2 separate regions of the Sus scrofa genome follow, and region 2 is linked to region 1. A link is a contact called in public HiChIP or PLAC-seq data. All regions are on one chromosome and are shown on one strand. Each heading gives the region's core, a stretch centred on a gene start, on an enhancer-like site or on the middle of the called end of the contact. The rest is flanking DNA. Distances are from core to core; before and after follow the strand shown.

Evidence for each region. HiChIP or PLAC-seq counts read pairs in DNA pulled down with a chosen protein or histone mark.
Region 2: a contact with region 1 is called in an H3K27ac HiChIP or PLAC-seq map of alveolar macrophages. The contact joins the promoter of IL17RC here to the promoter of TADA3 in region 1. A contact is called at or near these places in 1 of 47 Hi-C or Micro-C datasets (embryonic fibroblasts) and 2 of 2 datasets of contacts at active chromatin or transcription factors (alveolar macrophages and skeletal muscle).

The regions. Positions count from the first base shown.
Region 1 is chr13:66,077,363-66,083,319 of Sscrofa11.1, reverse strand. It overlaps TADA3 (transcriptional adaptor 3), which reads left to right and starts at 3,348. Exons shown (of 10, transcript NM_001206536.1): 1 at 3,348-3,554; 2 at 3,677-3,734; 3 at 4,429-4,661. The coding sequence starts at 4,455. It overlaps ARPC4 (actin related protein 2/3 complex subunit 4), which reads right to left. Exons shown (of 7, transcript NM_001206535.1): 2 at 2,819-2,883. The coding sequence starts at 2,821.
Region 2 is chr13:66,176,319-66,182,275 of Sscrofa11.1, reverse strand. IL17RC (interleukin-17 receptor C) reads right to left here and starts at 2,978. Exons shown (of 13, transcript XM_021069809.1): 1 at 2,877-2,978; 2 at 2,201-2,279; 3 at 2,019-2,055; 4 at 1,741-1,813; 5 at 1,006-1,105. The coding sequence starts at 2,978. IL17RE (interleukin-17 receptor E) reads right to left here. Exons shown (of 19, transcript XM_021069808.1): 14 at 5,437-5,573; 15 at 5,303-5,345; 16 at 5,259-5,300; 17 at 4,759-4,820; 18 at 4,625-4,693; 19 at 4,309-4,623. The coding sequence ends at 4,309.

The sequences.
Region 1 (5,957 bases), core at 2,099-4,598:
GTGCTGCATCTGAGCCATGTCTGCGACCTACACCACAGCTGATGTCAATGCCAGATCCTTAACCCACTGAGCAAGGCCTGCATCTTCATAGATACTAGTCAGATTCATTTCCACTGAGCCACGACGGGAACTACTTGACTTCCCTCTTAACAGCATTTATTATAACTTAGAATAATACACCATTCCTCTTTCTTTATTACAGTAATTGCTCCTTCACTAGACTGTAAACTTAACAATAAACAGACCATGGTTATTCAAATCTACATACCCTGCACTTAGCTCAGTTAGTAACTAACATACACAGTGTTTTACTTAGTTTTTGTGCAACGAAGGATGAATGAGAGAAATAAATTAAGCAAGATTAGAATTACCAAAAAAGGGCATTAAGAGTTCTAGAAGTAGTAATGAGTAACATTGCTGTGTACGGGAAGCACTTTTTATTTATCTAATTTTGTTTTTTATGGTCATACCCACAGCATATAGAAGTTCCCAGGCTAGGGGTCAAGTTGGAGCTACAGTCTCTGGCCTACACCACAGCCACAGCAACATGGGATCCGAGCTCATTCTGTAACCTACACCATGGCTCATGGCAATGCTGGATCCTTAAACCACTGAGCAAGGCCAGGGATCAATCCCACGTCCTCATGGATACTAGTCAGGTTCATTACCACCAGGCCACAATGGGAATTTCCTGGATGCATTTTATTTTTTTAATTTTTTAATTTTTTTGCCTTTTTTGCTATTTCTTTGGGCCACTTCCTGCAGCATATGGAGGTTTCCAGGCTGGGGTCGAATCGGAGCTGTAGCCATTGGCCTACGCCCGAGCTGCATCTGCAACCTACACCACAGCTCATGGCAACGCTGGATCCTTAACCCACTGAGCAAGGCCAAGGATCGAACCCGTAAGCTCATGGTTCCTAGTTGGATTCGTTAACCACTGCGCCACGACAGGAACTCTCCTGGATGCATTTTATTTTATTTTATTTTATTTGTCTTTCTGCTATTTCTTGGGCCACTCCCGAGGCATATGGAGGTTCCCAGGCTAGGGGTTGAATTGGAGCCGTAGCCACCAGCCTACACCAGAGCCACAGCTACGTGGGGTCCGAGCCGCGTCTGCACCACACCACAGCTCAAGGCAACGCTGGATCGTTAACCCACTGAGCAAGGGCAGGGACTGAACCTGCAACCTCATGGTTCCTAGTCGGACTCCTTAACCACTGTGCCACGACGGGAACTCCTGGATGCATTTTAGATTCAATGGATAGGGCTGCAATGGTAGCCTAGAGATTCATGGGCAATCTCAAATGCCAGGCTTCTGAGTTTAGCTCTTCTCTTAAGGTGGTAAGGAACTGCTAGGGGCTTTCTGAAAAGGAAGTTACACAACTACAACTACTGCTATATATCCTACAGTGACTTTGTGGAGAATGGATTGGAGAGGGAAGTGAGAAAGAATGCAGAGAGGGTTATTCGAGGAGGCTGATGACAGCTTGGCCTGGGGCAATGGAGGACAAGCAAGACTTTATCTGTCAAAATTCATTGAGGGCAGGAGTTCTGGGTCGTGGCTCCAAGGTTAACTAACCTGACTAGCATCCACGAGGACACAGGTTCAACCCTTGGCCTCAATCAGTGGGTTAAGGATCCGGCAGTGCCATAAGCTGTGGTGTAGGTTACAGATGTGGCTTGGATCAAGCATGGCTGTGGCTGTGGCACAGGCTGGCAGCTACAGCTCCAAGTCAACCCCTAGCCTGGGAACCTCCATATGCAGTGGATGTGGCCCTAAAAAGAAAAAAAAAAAAAAAAAATTCATAGAAGGCAAACCTAAAAAGGATAAATTTTATGTAGCCAGCCCTATGACACCTGCCCTTTCACGATGACGCATTCTGGTGTAATACCTCAACAAATCTGATGTTTAAGAAAAGCAAAAGGCATGGCTTCAATTAGAATATCCCAGGTTTCTAACTGAGGTTATGAAAACACAAAGCCAGAAGACAAACACAAGAGGACAAGCAAGTTTAGGGAAAGAGGAGTTACGGCCTGGAAGTCTAATTTCAAGGTGTCTTCAACACTTCCAGGTGAACCATGAAAGAGGGCTAGACCAGCAGATTTAGGAGTTACCAGAATGCAGACGGTCATGAAGACCTGTATGTTAAATAGGTAGCACCACCAGGGAGAGTGTAAAGAGGAAGCTAGTGAGTCTAAATTGCTATGAACAGCCAGTTATCAAATGAGAGGATTTCCAAGGAGGAAGGAATCAGCAGTATCAGAGCTTACATTCTATAGTAAGACTGATACGGTTGAGTTCCGACCAGGAAGCGGTCTGGGAGGTAGAAGCACAGCTGGGGCAACATGAAGACTGGGATAAGGAAGTTCCACAGAGAACGCTCTCCCTCAGAGAACCATGGGGTCAAGAGGGCAAGAGGGGGGTGCATATTTAGTGAAGGTCTGCACTGGTTGGGGAGGTGGCCCTATTACAAGCCTCAGCGGCCCTACTAAGGGCTACGGGGCCTACTACGTGCCTCCGACGTGCTACCATACCTAGGAGCACCCACTCCCAGCTTCCTCTCTGATTCAGTATCTCCCACCTGCTTCAAAACCCAGACTATGAAGCCGAAAGGCCTGCTTCTTAGGAGGGCGTCCCCCGCTCGCTCCTTTCTCACTTCGGCCCCCGCCCCTCCCTCCTCCCAACCTCATGGTGCCCCCGCACCCCCAGCACCCCACGGCTCAGCGCCTCTCCGCTGCAAAGCCGCATCTCCCCCAAACCCAGAGCCTGAGGACAGAACAGTGGGGGTCCCTGGCCCGGGTCCCGGCTCTCTCTCACCATCGCGGGCGCTGGCTGGGCCGGAAAGCGGAAGTACGGAAGTGGCCAGCCCCGCGACGCCTGCCCTTTCGCGAGAAGCGCAGCCGCAGTCTCCGCCCGGACGTCCGGACTGTACCATCTATGTCCCGAGCGGGGGAGGGAGAAGCTAAAAACACTTGGCACTTCGGAAGTTTTCCCGCTAGGACTGCCGTGGTAGTTTTAGATTCCTGAAGTTTGAAATCACTACTCAAGCTTCTCCCGTCATCGGTGAGGCTCTCGCTTGTGACTTTGGCCTTCTTGTCGTCTTTGCTGCCATCTTCCCTCACAGCCATGCAGTGGTGCAGCCCAGCCTCAGGTTGGGCACCATATTAGGACAAGGCGAGCCGGGGGAGCTCTTCGATCCTTCCGGTTCTGTGCCCCCATCCTTTCTCCGGGCCCCTCCTACCTGCAGCCCTCGGGGCTCAGCGGGACTAACTGCCAAGCGGAGAACCCGGCCGCCGAGCCCCGCCCCCAGGCGCCGGGCTGTTCCCGAGGGTACGCCCGAGGCTTATTCTCTCCACCCCACTAGCAGCGGGCTCACTCGCTGCCGGCAAACTCCCACCCTCGAAAGACCCAGGGGCTGGTCCTCGCGTCTTTCCGCCCCCGCGTGCACTGCTGGGGGCCAGCCCCTAGTCAGTTCCGGGGCGGTAGCTCTCACCGACCGGAACTCCCCGCCCCCACCCGCGGCCCGGGGGCAGTAGGAGGCGGCTAGGAGGAGGTAGAGGGGGCGGGGGCCGCGGTAGGGTGTCCGCGGTAAAGGTCTGGGACCCAGAAGGCGGGACACTGGGGCTATCCATGGGTGGGGCCAGTCATTAACCAGTCCCACTTTTTCTGTGCCAGGCACTGAACTGGGCTCTTGACGGGCATCATCTTTTAATCCTCAGATCATCCCAGGGAGGTAGGTACTATTACTATCCCCGTTTTATAGATTCAAACTTCTTATGGGGAAACAAGCTCAGGTGTCTTTTGTCCCATTTTACGGATAGAAAAACTGAGACTCGAGAGATAATTAACATGTTCAGGGCTATATAAATAGAGGCTGGTCAAGCCAGAGCTTGAATCCTGATGTATCTAGTTTAGCAGTTCACATTCCTTACTATCTGGGGCAAATAGGGAAAAGGTGGGGAGGGTGAAACTAGGAGAGGCTGGGAGGCACAAAGAACGTTAACGTAAGTATGGAATACTTGGAATTCTGGAGTTTAGCAGAACTCTGGAAGAGTGGAGCTGAAGGGAAGAGCATCAGAAGGACAGGCACAGTATAACTGTGGTTAGAGGCACAGACTTAAAACTACCTGAATTCAGATTGCGTGTTGATAAGCATGAACATGTACCCACTCTAACAGTCTCAGTTTTCTCATCCGTAAAATGGAGATCACCATGAGTCACGGGGTTATGTGAGGAATTTAATGAGAAGCCAGTAAAATGTCTGCATCTAGCTTGGTGCACAGTAGGTGCTTTACAAATAGGAACTGTGACTTCAGCCTTAGTAGGATACTGAAGCCTGGCTTTCTTCTTGAGGCTGTCTGAATAGAAGGAGCTCTTGGTCTTTTCTTGTGCCACTTGTCCCCCCATCAGTGGTCCGTTCTCTCCAGCTCCACAGGGTCCCCTATCCTGGGCCATGAGTGAGCTGAAGGACTGCCCCTTGCAGTTCCATGACTTCAAGTCTGTGGACCACCTGAAAGTCTGTCCCCGCTACACAGCAGTGTTGGCCCGCTCTGAGGATGATGGCATCGGTATTGAGGAGCTGGACACTCTGCAGCTGGAGCTTGAGACCTTGCTTTCCTCTGCCAGCCGACGCCTGCGGGTGCTCGAGGCTGAAACCCAGGTGATACCCCACAGAGGGACACCAGGGATGGACTGTGACAGGTTGTGGCATGGGTCACTGAGGTAGCTAGCCCTCTCTGCTGAGGCCTGAGGTATGGGAGCATAGTGGGGGGAAGAGAAACCCAAACTGGGCTTATGTGACGTGTAAAGTATGCAGGAGGAGTTCTGTCGTGGCTAAGTGGAAACGAAGCTGACTAGCATCTGTGAGGACGCAGGTTCAATCCCTGACCTCGCTCAGTGGGTTAAAGATCCGGTGTTGCCATGAGCTATGGTGTAGGTTGCAGACGAGGCTCAGATCTGGCATGGCTGTGGCATAGGCCAGAGGCTACAGCTCCGATTTGACCCCTAGCATGGGAACCTCCATATGCTACAGGTGTGGCCCTAAAAAAAAAAAATCAAAGTAGGAATGTGCATGATCCTCATAAATTTCAGGATTTCTAATCCACTAAGCATCTATTGACCCCCACTCCCCACAATGTTCTGGATCCTGTGCTCATCATTAGAGAGGTAGTGAGGACAATTTGGGCCTTGAGGGAGCTTGCCAACTAAAGAGAGGAGGAGGGAGTTACCATTGAGGCTCAGTGGTAATGAACCCATGTAGTATCCATGAAGATTTGGGTTCAATCCCTGGCCTCGCTCAGTGGGTGAAGGATCTGACATTGCCATGGGCTGTAATGTAGGTCACAAACGTAGTCTGGTTCTGGCATTGCCGTAGTTGTGTCATAAGCCAGCAGCTGCAGCTCTGATTCAACCTCTAGCCTGGGAACCTCTATATGCCACAGGTGTGGCCCTAAAAAGAATGAATGAAGGGAGGAGGAGGGCACACAAGTACCAACTGATGTGCTGTTGTGGTTAGGAGTACTGAGGTAACTGGAATGAGGAGGCCTGGATTTGCATCCTGGCCCAAGCACTTGCCAGCGTTGCTGTTTGCCAGCTATGTGACTTTGCACAAGTTACCTCCTAGTTCTGAGGATCAGTTCTCCATCTGCAAAGTGGGCTGGATAATAGGACCTCCCTCAGAGCTTTTGTGAGGATTTGAAGACTTTTCACAAAGGCTCAGCACAACACCTGATACTAAGTAAGCATGTCAAATGTTATTTATTGGTATACTTCTGATGATTTCTATTTATGGCATAAGCATTCTCTGAGCCCTGTATGCCAGGTGCTATGCCAGATGCGGGGGAACAGAGATGTTTAAAATGAACCTCTGTGTCTCTAACAGCTTATAATCTTGTTGAAGAGACAGAGTACTCTGTTTTTGTTTTTTGTTTTGGGTTTTTTTTGTTGTTGTTTGGTT
Region 2 (5,957 bases), core at 1,729-4,228, 99 kb before region 1:
TTGTAAGGAGTGAAAGAATTACCCTTGATATCTTAAGTGCCTGACACTGAGTATAGCTATTGAAGTTCATGTGTGATGAATGAATGAGCTCTGTGAGGCCCTGGGTTGTGGTGGTCAGACCCTTAAGTTAACTCCCAAGGGGTCCCTCACTCTCCAGAACCAACCCTCCCTCCTCCTAGCCCCCCACCCAAGGTCCCTTACTGAGCACCGCTGGCATGCTGCCTGGACGTCAACCTCTGCAGTTGGGGAGAGATACAGAAAATCTTCAGGACTTCAGGAAGGGCTCCCCTGTGCCCTAAGTGTACCACATCTACTCCAGTGCCCAAGCAGCTCCCAGACACAGGTAGAGTAATGTCCCTGGGGAGAGGAGGGCAGAGCACTGGCTGGGGGAGGATGGGAGGGGAGAGTGCTGGAGTAGAAGGGTACGGTGAAAGCAGTAAGGGCCAGTGGCCAGCTGGGCGAGGAGACTAGCCAGCACTGGGACCCACTATGGGGCTCTTCCAGCAGCTGTGCGGGATTAGTTTTTTGTACTGGGCTATTGGACCAGGCCAGCCCCCGGGAGCCTGGAATTCTCGACCCTGGAGGGGTGGCAGGTGGTAGGCTCAGAGGACCTCTGCCCTCCCATGGGCGCCCTCTCCCAGCTATCAAAGCTACTACAAGGCCCCTTGACGGAAGGGTCCAGTTAGCGCAATGCACTCAGGAGGGGTGGGAGCTGGACTGGATAAGGGCCTCACTCTTTGTGTCCCTGCCTCATCCCTGCTCTTCCAGGTCATATGACAAAGCTAAGGGCATCAGCCATGCCAGTGCAAGTGTGGGAGCCCCTCCCACAGAAGTGGTTCTCACACCCAGTGCCTCTATGAGTCTCCATGACTACTCTGTGACTGGGGGCCAGCAGGTGCTCTCCCATTATTTTCCAGTTAAGGGATATTGGTGGGGCCTGGGGTGGCAGGGGAAATGAAAGGGTTTGAGTGAGCAGCCCTCTGAGGTCAGGAGAAGCCCCAACACCCGCTTCCACAGTGTCATGTGGGACAGACATGATGTGCAGGAAGTCCGCCAGACGTGGATCCAGCCACAGACTTTCCTCTACAAGCCTCAGCTTCTCTATCTGGAGCAGGAAGGTAAAAATCATGCCTCACTCATGAGGGTAGTATTGAGGATTATAAAAAAAAAAGGAAAAATCAAACTTTCTGGACCCTTCTGCCTTAGGCATCATACCAGGTATCTACACTAGCAACTTGTTTATTCTCATAACTGCTATATGAGGTAGGACTATTCTTATTATTTTTTTTTTTTATTTTATTGTTGTCTTTTGCCTTTTCTAGGGCCCACCCGCGGCTTATGGAGGTCCCCAGGCTAGGGGTCTAATTGGAGCTGGAGCCACTGCCTACACCAGAGCCACAGCAAGCCAGTCTGAGCCGCATCTGTGACCTACACCATAGCTCACGCAACGCGGATCCTTAACCCACTGAGCAAGGCCAGGATCGAACCTCAACCTCATGGTTCCTAGTCATTATTAACCACTGACCACACGGTGAACTCCAAGGTAGACTATTCTATTCCCACTTTACAGAAGGAAACTGAGGCATAAAAGGTGGAAAGGACTTGCCCACAGCCCTGCCAGAATCAGGACTAAGAAATGCATGTGAAAGTGCTTCATGAATTCATGGTTAGAAGGCTGTTATTGTTATTATTATTTTGCATACCACAGACTGACCAGGCTTGCACAAGGGCAGCAGGCACTTGCACCTCCAGCAGGACGCAGCGGGCAGTAGGGTAGGCCTGGAAGGACAGCACCACATGGGCCTGAGAGAGGCTGTGAGCAACAGGGCAGGTGTCAGTCAAGGCCAGGGGCCCGGGGCAAGGCTCTGATGAGGGCAGTTGGGCCAGTGAGGTTCTCTTCACCATTCCTAGGATCCTCTAGCCCTGGGTCAGGTGTTCTTCCAAACTCCTCTTCATCTGCAGGGTTTCTTCCCAGGACCCTGGAAGCGACCCGGAGAGCAAAGGCTCAGGACTGGTACCCGCTCTGGCTTTGGCTTCCTTCCAAGAAGCCCAGTGCTAGGAAACAAAGGCCAGGCCTGGGGGATGGACCTGGCTAACATGGGGGTCTGTTGGACAGGTGTGCCTCAGGAGAATGCTGAGGATGCCTGAGAATGCCTGATAGACACCCTGGTCCCCATGCCCATCCCACCCATAGGCTCACCATGCACAGCCAAGTGGACAGCCACACGCACACAGAGGTCGCAGTCGGTCTCCTTGTGGCACCTTAGCACCAGTTCTGTCTGCAGGAGTGTGGGCACCAGAACAGGGCCTGGGGCAGACACAATGCCCCCAGGCAGGCACAGCACGTCACCATCTGTGCATGAAGGGTAGGGTGGGAGCTGAAGCTGTGCAGACCCACAGTCTGATTGCACCTGACACCCCCAGAGGGCCAAGGGGCTTTGGGCTCTTCCTGGGTTGAGGGCGGGAGGTAAGGGCCCAGGACTGAACAGCTCCCCTCCCTTTTGCCAACCTGGGATGGTCTTTTCTCTCTAAAAGTAGCTCTACTCACCCCAGAGATGGCAGAAAGGCCCTAGGAAGGAGGTAAAGATGAATCAGAGTTTATGAGCTCAAATCTAACCATTCTTTCCTGGCTTGGGTCCCCAACTCGCCCCCTCCATCCCCGTTCTTCTGGGGCTCCCTTTCCAAGTCCCTCCCAGAAAAAAGACAAGACCGAGTTTTTTGCCCCCCTCCCCATTCTTCTCTTACCCCATCAGCACCCGACAGACCAGCCAGGGCAGTTCTGACAGTGATGGCAGTGACAGGAGCCAGGCTAGGGCCTTAACGGCCGCAGGCTGAACCCTGAGCCTTCCTCAACCCTCTGGGGGCCCCAGACTCACCGGAGAGCAGCGGGCAGCGTCCTGAGCCCCAAACCTCTCTAGAGAGAGGACCACAGGGTTTCGGCCCAGTGCCAAGGACAGAAGGAACCAGGGCACAGGCATCTTCCAGGTGCCAGGCAGCACCCAGGCCTGAGGCCCTGTCCTGCCCCCCCAAGGGGGGGCAGACACCACACCTCTGCTCCCACTCAGCCCTGCGCCTGTGGGCAGGAGGGCCAGATCCCTCCCCGGCCTTGGGTCAGCGCTGGCTCTCCTCTCCCGGAGTCCTGACTCCTGTCCCAGCCAGAGTGCTTTCGTTTGGCTCCCGGCAGGCAGCCGGCTGTTCCCGCCCGCCCTGTCCCTCCACCAACACCAGGCCTGGGAGCCAGCAGCCCTGAACTGGAGTGGCAGCCTCACCCCCTCCCTCTTTTCCCCTCCTCCTTCTCTGCTGACACCTGGCTGGGAGGGCTGCCTGGAGAGGCGGTGGCCTCAAGGCTGAGTAAGGGAGCTCTTACTCACGCTGGGATCCCTAAGGAGAGGGCTCCACAGAGGGGCCCCAGACCCAGGGCAATCCTGGGCATTTCCCCTTCCCATGTGACTCTGGGATCTTGGTGCCCACTAGGTCCCTTGCGACTGGGTACCTAGGACCCTTCACACATTCTCCTCATTGCGGAACAGGAGCTCTAACGACAGGGCCAAGGGGCACCAGAAAGTGGGCTTTTCACCACTTCCTGCCTATGCTCAACTGTGGTGTGGGGAGAAGGAATCCAGTACCCAGAGCCAGGAGGACACCGTCCTATTTGTGCTGATGCCATGGGCTGGAGGCACAACATGGGACTCACGTCACATTTCTGAACCTGAGATTTCCTCTCTTCTTTCTGAAGAATCACAGCTCCTTGTTTCTTAGTTTATCCAAAATGTCCACCTTTATTCATCTTCCTCTATCTTGGTTTCCAATGTCCCACCTCTACCCTGGTCATCCAGGGCCAAAGCCCCTTTCCTGGATCCAGAACCCTCCTCCCTCCACTCTGGGCAGGGCCGGTTTGAGAAAGGGGATCCCCAGCATCCAAACGCTTTTCTGTTCCCCCACCCCTCTGGAGCCACCTTCCACTCAGAACTGCCATGGGCCTGCCTCCCTCCCGAGTCTCAACATCTCTGGCCTGGACTGGAGCACAGGCAACTACTCTCTTTCTGGGATTCTGGAGAGAGGAAGTGGATGACTCCCCACCCACATCAGGCTGGGGTCGGGGAGTTCTCCGGAAAGAGTGACTCTCTCCTTGGGGCTTCTGAGGAAGCCAGACAGTGGGAAAGGGCGGGCAGTGAGTGAGTGCTCTGTCCAGCTGGGGGCAGAGTAAGGCTTTTTTGCCAGTCGTGCGGTGAAGGAGCCCTCAAGATCCAGGTGAGAAACCTGATTCAGGGTTCTAGTCGTGCACAGATCCAGATCGTATGAGCTCTGTCAGCCTGGTCGGCGGTTTCGGCTTCCGTTCCAAGCTGGGCACAGCTCCAGCGATCCCCGCAGAACCGCGGGACTCGAAGCGGCCAGTGTGGCTTCGGCGGAAGGGCCGCGCGTCAGAGCCGCAGAACGTGCAGGTCGTGCAGCAGGCGGTAGGGGGCAGGGCACGCAGCGGCGGGGAATGTCACCCTTGGCGCAGAGGCGGCTGAAGTACGCGAGCAGCAGCAGCGGGCCGGGGCGCGCGGAGCAGGTCCGCAGGGGCGCGGCGCGGTGATCCTGACCGCCGGCGGGGCTGGGGCAGGCGCCGCTCCACAGCAGGCAGCACGGTGCCTTGCTCTCGCGCCACCGTCCCGCGCCCCCAAGCCAGGCAGCGGGCCAGCGTGCCATGCTGCCCTCCCACAAGCCACAACACGTCGCGTCCGCCGCCCAGCGCGCCCGCAGCAGCTCAGCCACGTCCACGCGCCGCTGCGCCTCGATCCGCCCGTGCAGGAGCAGCACAGGCCTCCGGCAAGCCCCTGGGGAGCAACATGTATAGGGGGGCAGGAAGCTGCCTGCTCCACTCGGTTAATAATAGGGTTCCCCATCCCCCCACTAGTTCCTTATCTGCGCTGGGGGTGGGTACCAAGACAGCTTTAGGGTGCCTTTGGGCAATTAGATAAAGGTGCTGGCGGGAAGAGGCGTGGGCCAAAGTGCCAGGTGCAGCGGCGGGCTGGATTTCCGCCAACTAGCCTCGTGCCTAGAGACTCGGTGTGTTGAACTACCTGCAGAGGCCTTTGCCGGCTTTGGCATTCTTCCCACTAGGGGTCTGAGGCTTACCCTCCTGGGTAACAGAGCGGGGTGCAGGGCAGGGACGAGGACATGGCTTTTAGCAAGAGGGGGAGGGAGGAGGGGGGCAGTGGGCAACTAGCCTGAGATAGCAAGTCCGAATTTCCAGTTAACCCAAGTGAACTTACCTGACAGTGGGCGCCGGCGGGTGAGGACCAGAACAAGGCCAATAGGGTGGTGAAGGCCGACAGTGCCAGGATCAAGAGCCCAGGCGTCTGTGAGAGACTGAGTCAAGCAGGGTGAGGCAAGCCTGCTCTCAGGACCCAACCTCCCTCTCGCCCCTCTTCCCCCCTCCCAAGAACTCACCATCTGGACACAGAGGTGCTTCCAGGCAACTGGACTTGACTCCCATGAGGCACAGAGCCCCCACCAGTGAGTGGTACTCTCTTCCAGGGGAAGTTGCATGAGGGTGATGGAGAAGGGGAGTCCCCCTGGACAGGGAACTGAACGGAACCAGGGTTTGTGCTGATCAGCCCAGCTGGCAAAGAACAAGGTTAGAGTGAAACTAAAAAGTAATCAGGTTGACTAGGGCATCCATGAAACATGGAGGGCACAGCCCTGACAAGTAATCAGACACCACTGAGCTCCAACCTATTACACCATGCTGAGTATGGACACAAAGCACTGGGTTTTCTGATTTTTTTTTTTTCAAGAGACTCTAGAAATCAGTGTTTTTTTTTGTAGGGGGGCATGCCATGGATGTGGAGATCATAGCAGGGATCGAATCTGAACCATAGCATGACAACCAATCCTTAACCCCTAGGCCACCGGGACTCCCCAGCATCAGCTTTTAAATACAACATCTCCCAACATTTAAATGGTGGCAT